Regions from separate parts of the Capsicum annuum genome. Here all the other regions are linked to region 1. The links are chromatin contacts, called in public Hi-C maps. All regions are on one chromosome and are shown on one strand. The core of a region is the stretch at or near the end of the contact, and the rest is flanking DNA. Distances in the headings are between cores, read along the strand shown.

The links. Hi-C and Micro-C count contacts between places; a contact is called where the count stands out from the background.
Region 2: a Hi-C map of leaf shows a contact between it and region 1, with 1.9 times the contacts expected there. The contact joins the enhancer-like site here to the promoter of LOC107854291 in region 1. A contact is called at or near these places in 2 of 5 Hi-C or Micro-C datasets (leaf and pericarp).
Region 3: a contact with region 1 is called in a Hi-C map of leaf, with 3 times the contacts expected there. The contact joins the promoter of LOC107854296 here to the promoter of LOC107854291 in region 1. A contact is called at or near these places in 2 of 5 Hi-C or Micro-C datasets (leaf and placenta).

The regions. Positions count from the first base shown.
Region 1 is chr10:185,317,254-185,320,578 of UCD10Xv1.1, forward strand. It overlaps LOC107854291 (phenylalanine ammonia-lyase), which reads left to right and starts at 1,564. Exons shown (of 2, transcript XM_016699298.2): 1 at 1,564-2,276. The coding sequence starts at 1,888.
Region 2 is chr10:185,081,571-185,084,895 of UCD10Xv1.1, forward strand. No RefSeq gene overlaps it. Among protein-coding and RNA genes, the nearest start is that of LOC107843343, 160 kb to the left of the region's middle. Within about 2 kb of position 1,696, at least 2 of the 5 cell types and tissues checked have an H3K27ac peak or open chromatin away from gene starts, as enhancers often do. A contact at or near this core is called in leaf, where this site is marked.
Region 3 is chr10:185,459,015-185,462,339 of UCD10Xv1.1, forward strand. LOC107854296 (adenosine kinase 2) reads left to right here and starts at 1,598. Exons shown (of 12, transcript XM_016699304.2): 1 at 1,598-1,853; 2 at 2,645-2,698. The coding sequence starts at 1,771.

The DNA of each region.
Region 1 (3,325 bases), core at 314-2,813:
CTAGGCATTTATAATTTTTTTTTTTTTTTTTAGTTTTATGACCTTTTAACAAGAGATTTTCACTTTTTACATATAAGAGATCTTCATTTTACACCTAAGATATCTGAAAAGGTCATTTTCTTCTATTTATTTTGTAAGAAGGTAAATAATCACATTTTCTCAATAATTCGAAGCTACAATTTTATATGAAAATAAAAAATGTTCACTACCTGAGCAATTCTCTCATGTTCACAAACAATATATTCATTCTGAAAGAAAGAACAAAAGTTATGTCCGTCCATATTTGCGCATATGTACAAATGTTTTACGTATATTATTTCTAAACGACATGCCTTTGAATGTATAGTAATTTGGTATGAATAAGTTATACTATATATTTTACCAACCACCAACTTTTGAAAAAGCCCTTTTATTTTTTTGATTGAAAAGAGCCAAATTTTTACTAATATCATCCATTACTCATTTTTCTCTCCCATATTTTTAGTTTCAATTTTAAAATTTACATCCAAATCAGAGCTAGTTTGAGTTTTTAAAGTTGTGAATTTTGGAATTTAAAATGGTCTTTATACATGTACTTTACTCAAAGAAAATTGAAAGTTTTATAAGTGAAAGTCCAGAAATGAAGTCAGTTTTTGAGAACTTGAAAATATTTAGCCAGCTGATCCACCAAAGCTCGGGCCAGACCACAAGGTAAGGTGATTCTCCAAGAGGTTGTTAACACAACTTGAATTCGTGACCTCCTGATCACCTGGAGATAGCTCCACCGGTTATCCCAAGTTTGTTTTTAGAAATGTAAATATTTAAAATTTGGTAAAATTAGATTTTGAAAATGTAATTAATTTTATGACCAAACAAATATTTGAAGATGAATTTAATAATTTAATTCAAACTTTATGAAAATCTAATTAAATTTACGACCAAATAACTATTTGAAGATAAATTTTCATAATTAAATTCAAAATATGAAAATCTAATTAAATTTATGACCAAAAAATATTTGAGAATAAATTTTCATAATCAAATTAATATCTATGAAAAATATAATTAATTTTATGACCAAGCAAATATTTGAAGATAATTTATCATAATCAAATTCAAAATCTATGAAAATTTAATTAATTTTATGACTAAATAAATATTTGAATATAAATTTTTATAATTAAATTTAAAATATATGAAAATTTAATTAATTTATAACCAAACAAATATTTTTGGATGAATTTTAAATCTATTGTCGAACGTTTAATTAGCATCTCAACAACCCAAAAGCACCAAACCTTTCTCCAAAAATCCACCAGGCACCAACCCTTGTTAAAAAGACCTTTCGAAAGTCATGCATCATCTTTTGCCCCCGTTGTCCTCATATCTAAACCGCACATTCCACTTTCCATCAAACGGTCCATATTAATCTTTCTCTATATCCACCTACCAAGAAAATTTTCTCACATATTCCATCAAACGGTCCATATTAATTACATCATTTTAAATGGACCCCTTATCAACTCACCTACCAAAAATTGTACCCATTCCCCCGTCTTATTTATACATCAACTTACATCTTCAATAATCAGGATCTCTCTACCCATCCTCACATTTAATTACATACATTACTCTCTCTTCCAACAATTTCTTCAATCTTTACATTTTCTTGAATCATTTCACCAAAAAATAATCAACCCCTATACATTTTCTTGGACCATTTCACTAAATAACACAACTCCTTTGTATTTTCTTGGAGCTTTTTCTCCAAAAAAAAAACACCCCCTTCACATTTTCTTGACCAAAAAAACAACCCCTTTATATTTTCTTGAATTTTTTCACCAAAAAGACCTCCATTTCATTTTCTTCACCAAAAAACCAACCCCTTAAAATTTTCTTGGAAAAAAAATGGCTGCTGCTATTGAAAATGGTCATCAAGAAATGGAGTATTGCATCAAAGTGGATCCATTGAACTGGGAAATGACAGCAGAGTCATTGAAAGGTAGCCATTTAGACGAAGTAAAGAAAATGGTGGCAGAGTTTAGGAAGCCAATAGTGAAACTTGGTGGTGAAACATTGACAGTTGCACAAGTTGCTTCAATAGCTGCTAAGGGTAATGTTGAAACTGTGAAAGTGGAGTTATCTGAGGATGCAAGAGCTGGTGTTAAAGCTAGTAGTGATTGGGTTATGGAAAGTATGGGTAAAGGGACTGATAGTTATGGTGTTACTACTGGTTTTGGTGCTACTTCTCATAGGAGGACAAAGAATGGTGGTGCTTTACAAAAGGAACTTATTAGGTAAACCATTTTCTATCTAACTTAGCTTTGCTTTTTAGATCATTAATATATGAGATTTATATATTCTGCGTGTGTGTTTCAACCTATGTGAACCTATTTGATTTGTATTCTAGAGTATTGTTGTGTGTAAGTATTATAATCATATAAGTATCATAGCATATTTAATAATTCATCGATTTTAATTTGATTGTTTAGTTTTGATTCGAGATTAAAAAATTATACGTATCTTTTAAATATTGATCTTAAATTAAAAGTATAGTGAATATATCAAAATGAATTTGAATTTTGCAGTGTTACATATGTCACATGAAAAAAAATTAAAATTTAAAAATTATCGAAAAGGAAAAAGATTTTTTCTTTTGCCGGGACTAAAATAGAAAGTACCAGAAATAAATTGAAAGGGAGGGAGCATCATAAATTTCAAATATTTTATTAGCTATTTAGGATTGGTGAGATTAGCTATAAGGTTTGTTTAAAAACTATCTTGTGTGGACATCCTGTTTCTATGAATTTTGTGAGTAGGAATCTATAGCTTGGCCTAGTTTCTGAACAGTAGGAAAAAAGGATGAATAATTCACTGAGGTTTTTGCTAAAAGTTTTGTCTTTAAGAAATAATATTTCCGTCCCAAATTACCCATTCAAATTGAGATGACACAGTGATTAAAAAAATAATTAATAACATACCTAGTTTATTATAGTACCCCTATTAAATGATATTTAAATTTTAATTTGAAGAAAAAATAATTAATGCAAAGGGTAAAATATGAAATTTTTTTTGTCTCTTTTTGATTAACGAAAAAAAGATAAGTAAATGGAAAATAAAATTAAAAAATTTGGGATGAATAATTTGAAACGAAGAAATAGCTGCGTATATATTTTTTAGGAAAAAGTATTTAATGTAGGTATAAGAAAATAGCTGGACTTATGTATGGCAACGAATAAGTGGTACCATCAAAACTGTTATTTGGTGGTCAAGAAATGGAAACCAAAATTATTTGAGACTAGAATTAAATTTTTGTAATAAAAAACATTAGGTGACTTTGTAAATT
Region 2 (3,325 bases), core at 446-2,945, 240 kb before region 1:
GCTGATTTGACATTTATGCTGAAATTTATTTTGTTATTCATCTGCAGATAGCTGCTGCTGTTTCACAATCAGCTAGGCCAATCATCTCACGCACAAAACCTTGCTTTCTAGTGTCCTCAAGGTAACATTTTGCTTTACCTTTCTGTTGTTGTGGTGGGGTTGGTATAAAAGCATAACATAATAAAAGGTTAATATTTACATAAACTGCATTTCTTTTCAATAAATAGGTGGTGATCTAAAATGCTCTTGTAGTTTATTTACTTTGTCGTTTATCTTCTATCTCATTGTTAGTTTGATGTGTTCACCACAAAGCTCACTTGGAAATGATATATACTCTTGGGTGCTTTAGTCGTCGTTGTTTAACTGGTCCTCGATGTTCTCTCCTTTTTCTTTCTGAAAAATATAGCAATGAGAAGTTGTTGTCTCATATATCATGCATAAAACTGTCAAATCCTATTTTTATTGCCTCTTTAAGATAATCTCTGATAATTTGTCAAATGATTTTATAATGGATGAATGGTTCTATTTTGGCTTGTTGATACCAATTCTGTTAGATTTCTCGTGCAACATGAGTTTTAACAGCGTATTGTGTTTTATATCTGTGATAAGCTAGAACACGTGATCTATTGTTTGCTGAGATTTATTTGCCTAAGAAAGAAATATCTTCTAACACATTTTGTGTGATCTATGGGCTCACTGGAGATTGATATGAATTAGGTCATTTAGCTTTCGTTCTTTTATATTTTGATAGTGAAAATGTGTTCCAGTAATTAATCCTGTTTTAATGTTTCGAAATTATCTCTGTCAGATGATAATGGGATGTGACGAGTCTGGTATGCTTTGTAGTGTTTACCATAAGCTAGTGAAGGAGCTAGGTATTCTAAAGGGGCGTCAGTTGAAGTACGGCTCATAAAAAGATTATACTTTATATAGTGGAATCATATCACATTTATAGATCACAATCTACTTTGTATATATACATATTAATTAAATCTTGAATATTCTTGACGAAATTTTTAGTTTCACCACTGTCGTAGAGGCACATACAAGATTTAAACTCTTTAGATAACCAACCTTTTCAGCAACAATGTTGAGAATCCCACTTCTTCCATCGAAATTCTTCTAGCTGATCAAGTGAAATTTCCAAATGTTATTTCTCAAGACATCTCATTTGATAAAAATATATAAAAGTGTGAAAATTGAGAGTTAAAGATTTAAAAGTAGTACCTGTTATCATTGGAATTTAGGGATTCGAGGAATTCAGGAAGAATATTGGATCCAAGTTTTCTAGGCTTAGGGCAAATAGGTGATACATGATTTGTCTCCGCAACAAATATGTTCTTCAGTAAAGAACGATACATCTATCTCTCTTAATTTGTTTCTCTCTAATTAATTAACATAGAAAAGGGCATTTGTTCTACTAATTAAATGTCATGAGTACGATAAATTGTGACATTTTTTATAACTGGTCCCACAAGAATCTGATATGATTGTTTCTTGCAACATGATGCCAAGAAACAGAGAATCCCAGATGTTGATTGTCTTTGGCATGGTCAGGTGGTGAAAGTTCATTGTGTGGCCCTTTTCTAGACTTGGCCATGTACATGAACTCTCAACAATATTGCTCTTTACTGAGAATCACATCTTTGCTCTTTGATGAATCGGCCTTTGTAGTTTAATTTATTTTTTGCACCCTTTATTCCTCTTTTGATTGGTTGTTGCGCTGGTTGACAGGTCGCTTTTTCTTGCAGATCGTCTGTAACTTATCAGCTAGAAATAGTGCACCAGTGAGCTTTTGAACATTGCAGGTCACATTTTCTCATTCTTTTATTGCAAATCTTGAGATTAGTACTCAGTTTCAAATATGTTCAATGTTTGTTGTGGACTTTAGCCACAATCAGGATAACAGTATAACAAGACAACAGAAAAAAAATGCTTATTAACTACTGTCAACTTAAGCCTCCAAACAATGTCATGTGATATCTAGTACACCTAGCAAAGGGCAAAATGATGATTTTCAGCTCATCACTCTATGAAGTTTATAATTATTTTACAACAGACTCATTCTAACTTCAAATGCAATGCGACAGTTAATATCTTAGTTGGAACTATGACTTATCATCTGATTGAGGACAAGTTGGTTCTCGAACGGCATCATCGTTAAAATGATTGTTACGAAACAAAGAGTTAATTCCCTAAATTGTCATTGAACTTATGTAAATATCCCACTAAAGTAACTATTATTTTTTTTTAGGACAATACTATCATTGAACTATACACATCTTTTCAATAAAAGGTTAAACTAAAAAATATTTAAGGATGTGTTTGGAAAACCACAAACGAATTGAAATTAGATATAATTACACAACTTTATTCTCAATTAGGGATTGAGAATTGGGTGCAATTACGTGATGTAATTACAAGGTTACATTTTATTTATATTTTTGTATTTTAATTTTTTTTTTAAATTTGATTTGCATTATTCATCTTTATCTCTTTTCTTCTCATTTCCAACCTTTACTTCTTATGATTAAATATAATTACTCATATTTTTTTTATTTTCTTCATTAACATATAATTACCTTATTATTCTAGTGTTAGAATTAAAGTAGAATTTCGTTATTGAATGAGATTATAAACTTATAATTTTCTTTCTTTTGAATTATATTACTTCTTGAAATTTTATATAAGAGTGTTATGCTTTTTTCTTGGATTTTGACAATTTGAGTCTGGACTTAACACAAACTTCGTGAAACTTATGTAAATATCCCACTAAAGTAATTTTTGTTTCTTTTAAGACAATATTGTCAGTGAACTATGCACATCTTTCCAATATAAGGTGAAGCTAAAAATAGTTAAGAACATATTTGAAAAGCTACAACAGAATTGAAATTATATATAATTAGACAGTTTGCCATAACATGCAATATGAAATAACAAGTCTATATTACTAAAACAAATAAATCAAAACATAAAACATAACATAAATTCAAAATCCAAGAAAAAAGCATAATACTCTTATATAAAATTTCTAGAAGTAAATATAATTCAAAAGAAGGAAAACTATAAGTCTATAATCTCATTCAATAACAAAATTCTACTTTAATTCAAATACTAGAATAATAAGATAATTATATGTTAATGAAGAAAAAAAAATACGAGTAATTATATTTAATCATAAGAAGTAAAGGTTGGAAAATGAGAAGAAAAGAGATGAAAGATGAATAAAGTAAATTAAAAAAAAATTAAAAAAATAATATAAATAAAAAAGAAATTTATAAAAAAAGAAATTAAAATACAAAAAAAATAAATAAAATGTAACCTT
Region 3 (3,325 bases), core at 348-2,847, 140 kb after region 1:
GATTGAAAAGACAAATAAATATCTTAATGTTGGGCCCGTGCTTATATGGGTCATGCTCCTCTAATTTTTCTATATTATAGAAAATGTGGTTTCAACATGGTAGCTTTTTGTCTTTAAATTCATACTTAAGGGTATTAAAGTCATCACAATAAATTATAAGCTCAATTCAATTATTTTTTGTGCTTTGATTTTGGAACCTCATCAAAAGTTCGAATAAAAGTCCATATTTTTCTCTTTAATTACAAGCAATGCAATGTACAAAATTTACCATAATACCACCACACACTGCCTTGCATATCTTTGTACATATGTAGGCCTTCTATCTTCCATTTATTTTTCAATCTTATTTATCTTTTTTATGTATAAAATTGTTTCAAATATATTTAAGTAAATTTATTAGTAGGATGATAATTTATTGTAAAAATTAATTATAATTGATGCAATTAAATAAATTTTATTCTTTATTTAATTTCATATCAAATATATAATTTACTTTCTTTCTTATTTGTTACTACAACTTCACCTAATTTAATTTTTTCCTAATATATTCAATCGTAATTTTACTATATCACCTCTAATTAATTATTATGGTCATCTAAGTATCATGTCACTTAAATTGGAGTAAAAAAAGTTTTACACACTAATTAAAAATTAAATTATTTAAAAAAATATAATTGACTATTAATGACATAAAACTTTAGACAAGGAAAATAGCATATATTTTTAAAAAATTACATAAAAAATATTATAAATTACAACAATTAAAAACTTAAAATATCTAAAAATAATTTGATATATTATATATTTTTAAAAAATACTATAAATCACAATAATTAATAACTTAAAAATTTAAACGATATAAATATTTGATTGACTCTCGATCCCGGATGAATCTTAGGATATATATGCAATCCATCTTTTTTTAAAATTTTTGTTTAAATATATCAAAATTGAAAATGCAAGTTCTAATATAGTACATCAAACAGTATATAAGAAATAATGTAAGCATAAATAATACCAATATTATTAATACAAATATTATTAATGCAAATATTATTAATACATTCTATCAACATTATTTTTATACACTCTAACAAACGACTTCACATTTGAAAGGAAGGAGAATATACAAAAACAAAGTTCAATAAAATATCTACATAAGTATGTTTTATTCTGTTCTTAAAGTCAAATAATTTAAATTAATATGAAAGATAGTTCTATATAATTTTTGAAACACTTAAAATTTAAATTTAAAATATTAATTTAGTGAATACAGTGCGGATTATTAACTGCAAGTGATGTAATATGTAATGACTAGATAACCCTTTATTTTTTTCAACAATTATTCTCTATTTTATACAACATATTTTCTACTTAATGTAGCAAATCTTAATCATATAATAAAATATATAGACTTCTATATACATCGAATTTTATTATTTATATGAGTAAGTTATACATAACTATCTTGTAAGACTTGACTCCTTGAAAAATATTACTAAGCAGTTAATATATTTTATCTATTCATAATTCAAACTAATATCAATTTAACTTACTATATATAATAAAAATATCTTAACGTTAGGTCCGTGCTGACACGTTCATACTCCTCTAGTTATAATACATTCACTGGTTAATTAATTAAAGTTAAACAATAAGAGAAGGTGTCACCATCACTTACCCACCATTCACCAACACCAACGGTGTTTCTATATAGCTTCAAGATCTGCAACAAACTCCATAACTAATAAAAAAAATAAAACATCAAAAATGGAGTATGAGGGAATTCTTTTGGGTATGGGTAATCCATTGCTCGATATCTCTGCTGTTGTCGATCAAGATTTCCTAAACAAGTAAGTTATCATATTTTTTATTATAATCACAGTGTCCGGATCAGCTTGCACACATTTCCATTAATTCCATCACATTTTTTTCCGCACATTTTTAGCTAATTAAAAACGTTTAATTTTGTGTTTTATTAGTTTGATTTCACAGATCATGATCCTAGATATTTATTTATATACTTTACACTTATTGTTATATTTCGATTTTCAATCTTCGTATTCCTGATATGCTTTCTCCGTTCCAAAATAAGTGGTGTTTTAATCGTTTTATTTTGTTTCAAAGTGGTACTTTAGATAATTAAAAAGATATTAATGATGTTCTTCCAATTTTTCTTTTTAAATACTCCTCTCAAATTACCATCCCAAATTGAGATGGCACATTGAGTAAGAAAAATAATTAATCACTTGGTTAGTTTATCATAGTGCTCCTATGATATTTACATTATTAATCACTTGGTTAGTTTATCATAGTGCTCCTATGATATTTACATTTTAATTTGAAGAAAAAATAATTAATGCAAAGGATAAAATATGAGAAAACAAATTATCTCTTCTTGATTAATGAAAAAAGACAAGTAAAATAGCAAATCAAATTAGGAAATTTGGGACGGTGGGAGTAAAGAGAATTTTACATAACCGAGAAATTATATTAATGAGGGAGTATTGTCCATTGTTTAGTTTTCAGTTTTCGAGTGAAGTTGTATAATAGTTCGTATAATCATTACTTTTACCTGGATTTGGATACAAAATCATAGTCTTATTTGAATGATATGTTTTTCTTTTTTTCTTTTATACCTTAGGTACGATATCAAGCCGAACAATGCTATTCTCGCTGAGGACAAGCACTTGCCAATGTAAGTTTACAGTATTTCTTTTTATCTTAACTCGTTGTATCTATCCACATTTCATAGCTTAGGATAGGACCCTGTATTTTGTGTTTGTGTAGAGGGTTAAGGGGTAAGAGTGCGTCGGTAACAGTAGGGGAGCGTTCTTTTGTTTGTGTCTGGAGTTTCTTGTTCGGTGGTGTTTGAGTGATGTGTATGATTTCGGATAGATAATTTTTAGTATTATCTTGTGGCTGTAGTGTTTTCTGTATCAGCTAGGGGTGTTAGTTTATTTTGCATACTGTACTAATTTATATGCATTTATGTTTTCTGTTTGTTATACTGTTATCGGTCCTAAGCCGGTGATCTATCGGAAACAGCCTCTCTACTTCACCTGAGGTAGTGGTATGGTTTACGTACACTCTACCCTCCCTAGACCCCACTATGTGGGAATGCACTGGATATGTTGTTGTTGTTGTAGATTCTCAGGCAGTGAACTACAAAATTGTTTTCTTTTTACGGACTGTCATTTGGGTAATGTTATCGGGAGCGGTTGATTGTGATTGTCACTTATGTGCTGTGCAAAACACTAGAGAACACTTCTAGTTCCTTTCTAATAGGAAAAAATGACAACTTTATTGAGATATAAATGACCTT